Linked DNA regions of Mus musculus: region 1 is linked to region 2. A link is a contact called in public Hi-C data. All regions are on one chromosome and are shown on one strand. Each heading gives the region's core, a stretch centred on a gene start, on an enhancer-like site or on the middle of the called end of the contact. The rest is flanking DNA. Distances are from core to core; before and after follow the strand shown.

What was found. A called contact is a pair of places that touch in the nucleus more often than the background predicts.
Region 1: a contact with region 2 is called in a Hi-C map of uterus, with 7 times the contacts expected there. The contact joins the promoter of Larp1b here to the promoter of Nudt6 in region 2. A contact is called at or near these places in 1 of 39 promoter capture datasets (pre-B cells) and 3 of 484 Hi-C or Micro-C datasets (erythroblasts, muscle stem cells and uterus).

What each region holds. Positions count from the first base shown.
Region 1 is chr3:40,948,963-40,952,211 of GRCm38.p6, forward strand. Larp1b (La ribonucleoprotein domain family, member 1B) reads left to right here and starts at 1,688. Exons shown (of 10, transcript NM_001040399.2): 1 at 1,688-1,722.
Region 2 is chr3:37,418,162-37,421,095 of GRCm38.p6, forward strand. It overlaps Nudt6 (nudix (nucleoside diphosphate linked moiety X)-type motif 6), which reads right to left and starts at 1,435. Exons shown (of 5, transcript NM_001291044.1): 1 at 1,181-1,435. The coding sequence starts at 1,409. It overlaps Spata5 (spermatogenesis associated 5), which reads left to right and starts at 1,789. Exons shown (of 16, transcript NM_001163511.2): 1 at 1,789-2,339. The coding sequence starts at 2,180.

The DNA.
Region 1 (3,249 bases), core at 438-2,937, 3.5 Mb after region 2:
CCCACTGAAAAAAAATGAAAAATGAAAAAGGTGGCGAAATGTCTAGTGTTCGTTTTACTCAAGAGCACTAAAGAATCATTTCGTTGTCTGTAGGTTAGAATCAGGACCGACAAGTGCACTTCTTGTAATGTCGAGGCTGGGTCTTCACTTGAACTTGGCTCCGGATCAGGAGTGCCTATTGGAGCCCACATCGTTACTGGGAAACTTTTCCTGGGTCCTGAGGACCCGCCCTCGTGAAAAGCCTGAAGCGTTTCACCTTAGCGCAAATGGACTTTCTGGTCCTCCTGGTTCCTGAAGATTGTCCTCCTAGTCCCTGGGTCACAGACGTAAGATGCTCCCCAAGCGTAGCAGGTTCATCCTCGCGATCCGCTAGGGCGGGGCTCTCATCAAACCATGCCCGCCGCATTCGGGAAGACTCCACAGGCCGCGGTCGCCCGCAGCGTTTAGGGAATGCCCGCAAGTGGCCACGTCACTTTCCAGGGTGCCCGCCCCCTAACCTGCCTCGCCCTCTACCCGCCCCGCCCCTCACCCTGACTGGCCCTCGCCCTGGTCCTTGGGCACCTGGCCTACTGAACGCTGATTATCTTGGCTCTTGCCTACATCACGCCCCGCCCACTGGCACGCCTTTCCCCTTGCGCGCCCCGCCTCTTGGACGCCTCCGCCTCCGCACGCCCAGCCCATCGGCCCGCCTCAGCCTATAAACGCCCCGCCTACCTGGCCACCCCGCCCATTGGCCCTCCTCGCCCTCTGTACGCCCCGCCCAGTAGCCTTCCTCGCCCTCTGCACGCCCCGCCCCTGGCTGCCTCGCCCTCTGCATGCCCCGCCCTCAGGGACAGTTACCGGCTCAGGCCGCGCGCGCCTCCGCAGCTCGCCAGAGATCCTTCAGACTGGCTGGAGCGCCGCGTTGTCGCCCGCGCCCGCTGAGGGCTCGCGGCTCGGGCGCGCCCGGCGCGAGTGGCGAGCTCCGGCCGTGCGCTGCGACGAGGCCAGGCGGCGGGCGGTTAGCGCTCCGCTCGGCGGGCGGGGAGGACGGGCACGCCGGGCGCTGCACGCCTCGGCGGGCGGGTTCCGCGTCCCAGGACCGAAGCGGGTCGGTGCCCCCGTGTGGAGAGAGGGGCGGCCGGGCTCCCTGGACCCGGACGGCCCCCGGCTGGGCAGGAGGCTGGGGCCAGGGGCCGGCCATGTCCGCTCGCGCCCCGGTGCCCGCCGCTGCCACCCGGGAGGACCCGCCCGCCGTGGCCGGAGACCGGGACGCGCTGTTGGCAGCGACGAGCCGGCGGGCGGAGCAGCCGGCGCCCGGCGAGCGGGAGGGCAAGGAGGCGAGGGAGGAGCGGGCCGCGGCCGCCACCAGCGCGGGTGCGCGGGGAGAGCCGTCGCCGGCGCTCGTGCTGGGACACAGCGTGCCGCAAGCGGCCGTGCCCGTGAGGCCGCTGGCGCTGCACCTGGCGCACAAGGCGCGTGCGCCCGGGGGTCCCTTCGGCGGGGAGGCTCCGCCGCTGCCGCCGCCGCCTCCGCCGCCGCCACCACCACCGCCGCCGCTGCCGCCGCCAGCACCGCGGGACCCACCGGAGGACGCCCGCGAGGACCCAGCGGCAGCCGGCCCGGAGGACAAGCCGCCGCCGCCGCCGCCAAAGGGGAACCCGTGGACCAAGAAGCTGCCGCAGCACCTGTCCACCGTGGGCACCGGCGTGCCGTCGCCCGCTCAGGACTCCCCGGAGGCCGGTGAGTGCGGTCCGCGGGAGGTGTTTGGTTCCTAGGTGTCATTCACCGTGCCGATTTACATAAATGGACATCTAGGAGAGGGAGCGACAGGAAGAGGTGGGACCTCAGGTTCTCCTTGACGGGTAGGGGCACGACGTGGGTGACTGGGCAGCGGGGCTGTGCTGGGCTCGTGCCTTCACGTGTCGGCGTCCTAGACGCGGTGAATACCGTGGAAAAGTTTCCGGGAACTTGACACAGAGTAGAGGCGAGTCGGGACGAGCGGATTTGTAAGTGGAAGTCCGATTGGGCTGGCTCCTGAAGTGAGGTGGTGAAACGAAAGTCTCGAAAAGCTGCTAGGTAGATGTGGCTGTGAAGGCAGCTGGTATTAGGTGTTTTTGCGGTTGTGTGGTTGTGTTTCAGAATGCCTGACACAGGACAGTTGATTCAGAGTCCGGATCGCACAGCTGGTCCCACGGTAGCCTGCGCGTTAGCAATTGGGTTGTGCCTTTGCGTTCGAATGCTGACCCATGCAATATGGCCCTTGGGGCTTTATTTGGGTTGCAGCAACTGCAGTTAGAAAGTAAAATGAAGACTGGCTTGTATTTGGTGGCGTATGCCGATTGATGTAGAGGATTAGGCGTTCGAAGAGAAGTCAAAAAGAAAAAAGTTAGAATGGAAATGCTGAGTAAAACTCTCCTTTTTCTTTTTTTTTCTTTTTTTAATAAAACTGCACTAAAATAACTGAACTTTTCTGTGGGAATTGCGGCTGTTTTGTTGGCAAGTTTTCGCTGGTCTGGGGAGAGTTGGTGGAACAGCCGAAGTTTGAGCATGTTTATGGGGTTGTGAGGGTCAAATGCGGTGAAGGGATCCTGTACAATTGTGATTGTTTTATCTCTCCTGTAGGGGGAGATAAATGTTGAACCAATTTAGTTTCTTAGGTTTTGCACGCAGAACCAATTTAGTTTCTTAGGTTTTGCACGCAGAAATGCTCACTAACTTATTTGCTTTTGTTATTTTGCTTGCTTTTTGAAACACTATCTACTTGTGTAGCCCAGGGGGTTGTGGAATTCTTGATCCTCACGTCACTGTCTTCTTCAAGATACTGGGATTATAGACATTCTGCTCTCCTTATTAATTCTTACTAAATTTTGACACCTTAAGGAAAAACAAAACAAAAGCACTGAGTTTTGCTCTCCATCTTGTATTAGTACAATTCTGGCCTGCTGAAAAGAGCAGTTTACTACCATTGCTAAATAAGTGAAGAGAACATGGTATATCAAGTCTTCTTAAAATTTCGTAGAGAAACCTGTTGATCACTCTGTTACCCCTCCATATCTAGATTTACACAGAGTACTAGGCATTATAATATTTATTGAACTATGAAATATTAATCGAGTTTTTTGTGTGTTTGTTTTTGTTTTGTTTGTTTGTTTGTTTTGTTTGCTTTTCGGTTTTTGGAGACAGGGTTTCTCTTTACAGCCTTGGCTGTCCTGGAACTCACTTTGTAGACCAGGCTGTCCTCGAACTCAGAAATCCACCTGCCTCTGC
Region 2 (2,934 bases), core at 185-2,684:
TTTAATTCCATCACAACAGAACTATTGGAAGCTCAAGAACAGTGTGAAGAAAGCAAAGACCAGAGCCAGAGGGAGGTACCCGTTGTCTCTGGGCCTTGGCACCATCATCCTTCAACTGGGCAGAGCATGTACTTCCAGGTTATGGAGATGAGATACATTCCTAGTTGTTAGATTCTTAAAACAATGTCTAATACTTGATAATGACAGTGAAATGTTTTATTAAAGGGGTCTCATTCAGCGTGTCTTTGATCACACTTATCCAGTATTCAGAGCTGGCTAGCATTAGAAGTCTTTTTAGTGGTCATTTGATTAATGAATACCTGGAAAAGTTCGTAACACAATCTTGAACTCGAACCTTGGACTTGTTTCAAGATCCAATACACTTCTGGAGTGGTGCTTAGATTATCATCTCCCACTGGGAAAAACTATCTAAGTATGGCAAATGCCTGTGCCCATCCATATACGTGCACATATCAGAGGATGAACTGATTCGATTCTCCTACTGGTGAAAGTGTTGAAGTCTAAGCACTTATAAGCAGGAGAGATGATGTTAAATAGCCTTGTTTGAAGATTAAACAGCATTAGAGTCGCTAACTTGCCGTGTTTGTTGCTCACAGAATAAAGATCATTTGTGGTTTCCTGGTTATGTGAAAGGATCTTTTCCATTCCATGCTAAATTTCCATGCTATGCCTTCAGTTTGAAAAACAGGCTGTTCTAACAAATCAGACACTTATCCCAAAGTGAGGGGGACTCCTTCACACAAGCATCCTTTCAGATAACTGGGTTCACCGTTCAAAGCCAGTGATGTACCAGTGATGTGTTCCTACTGAAAACTGCAAAGCTCTGTGGGTAGATGCAAGCACTGGCACCCATCCCGGTTAGGAAACCGTTTTGCTTGGCAAAGCATGTGGCAGAATCCAAGTAGCAGCAAAACTAAGGTTGCAAGGTAGCACACAGTGAGGCTGTCAGTGTTTACTAAGAGTTAAAGGCGTGGCCGACACCGTGCTAGGCGCTGCGAATCCCGTGTCAGTCTCAGGGGCAAGCATTCAGGGTTCGGGCCGGGACGTGGCTGAGGGCACTTCCAGGTCACAGCGAGAGGACCGCTGGGTGTCCTTTCAGCTTTCACCTCAGAGCCCACACGCTCCGCCCTGGTTTCCGGGGCCCGAGACCCGCACTTGCCCTGCAAGAGCCTCCGGAAGGCGGCGGCATCCAGCCCGTGCAACGTATGGTGCCGCGACAAGTGCACCGAGACGCCCCCAAATCTGTCCAGCTCGCCTTGTAGCTCGGCCCCGCAGGAGCCCGGGGTCTCCAGGCCGCCCGAGGCTGTGCGCCGCCCCGGCCGGAGCCTGGCTCCGCCCGCGTAAAGCAATGTGGAGAACCAGTAGCGGGTCCTCCTCACCCACCACATGGCTGCACCTAGCCTTTCCGTTCTCCCCTTCCCGCCCCGCCCACATCGCCTGACGTAGCATCTCTTCCCTGTCGCACGCCCCGCCCCTTCCAGCCCTGCCCGGTCTACCACGCCAGACGTAGCCTGGTCTCATCCTGGGCGCACGCCCCGCCCCTTCCCGCCCCGCCCACATCGCCTGACGTAGCCTTGTCTCCTCCAGGGAGCACGCCCCGCCCCTTCCCGCCCCACTCTCGTGACCCCGTGCAACCTCACCTCTTTCCGGCGATCGCCCCGCCCCATCTCGCGGCGAACACTCTCAGGCCTCTTCCGGAGCTCGCTCCGCCCCTTTTCGCTGGGAGGAGGGCCGACCGTAAACTCTCGAAACGTGTCTCCACCCGCTAAGCTTGAGCTGGACTTGCCATTTGGTAGAGCTTAGTGGAGCTGACTGTCCTCGACGGGTCTGGAACAGAGAGGAGAAACTTTCGGATTTTGTTGTTGTTACTTTAAGCCCAACCACATTCGCTTCGGGACTAGGCAAAGCAGCGGAACAGCCGAAGTCCACTTTTCAAGGGTTCATAACGTCAACGGCGGTGCCTACGCCTAGCCCTTCTTTCTTTCCGAAACGGTGTCTTGCGAGACCCTCGCTCTCCGCCTCCGCCTCGTGGGTGGCGCTTCTACGCGGAGCATTACGGCGTGCGCGCCGCGCCGCTGACCTCTGACCCGGAAGTTTGATCCCCGTGCCGCGCACGTTGAGCCGGCTCGGGGCTGCTTTTCTCCGACAGCCTGCGGTCATGTCTTCCAAGAAGAACCGAAAGCGGCAGAAGGAGGGCGCGGAGGGCGCCTCGCCCTCGCTCTCTGCGGCTCCGTCCCGCTCAGGGACCTCGACTCCTTTCGCCCAGCCGAGCCCGGCGGCGCCGGGGATGCTGGTGGTGACCAACTTCCTTGAGAAAGGTGAGGAAAGCGCGGGCAGCCGCGGGGCTGAGGCGCCTGAGGGGAGCGCGGCGTGTGGAGGTGGGCGTGACGCGGGAGCCCGCGGACCGCCAGGCGGCCCGGCCCGAGGCGCCCGCCCGGCCCTCTTTGCAAAAAGTTGAGGATTGCCTTTTTACTTTTTCCTCTTTCATACGTACTTCGGGAGCACTGGCGATGGCGTACGCCACGGGACCTTGACTAGCAACCCTCGAGGTGGCCTTGGCTCCTTGGAGACTCACTGTCCAGTCAGCCCGGCAAAAACGGTTCTTACCTAGTGAGCCTAGCCTGCGCTCAAACGCTAACTTGTGACGATGAACGCGTACTGCCTAACAGCGCTCTGGCTGTAGGGACAACGGCAGCGTTTAGTTACTGCTGTTGACTAGTCGCACCCTGGTGTTAGTCCTAAGTTATCCCGTCACGTGTGCCGCTCCTCTGGTTTTTCACAGAAACTGTGGTCAAAATGAGTACGGAAAGGTCAGGTCCCCATCTCACAGATCAGAAAAGGCTAACGGAGTCGCATATCAGGTACCCAGGCACCAGTGGCTGGCAGAGTCCGTGTTGGAGTACAGGTCTCTTT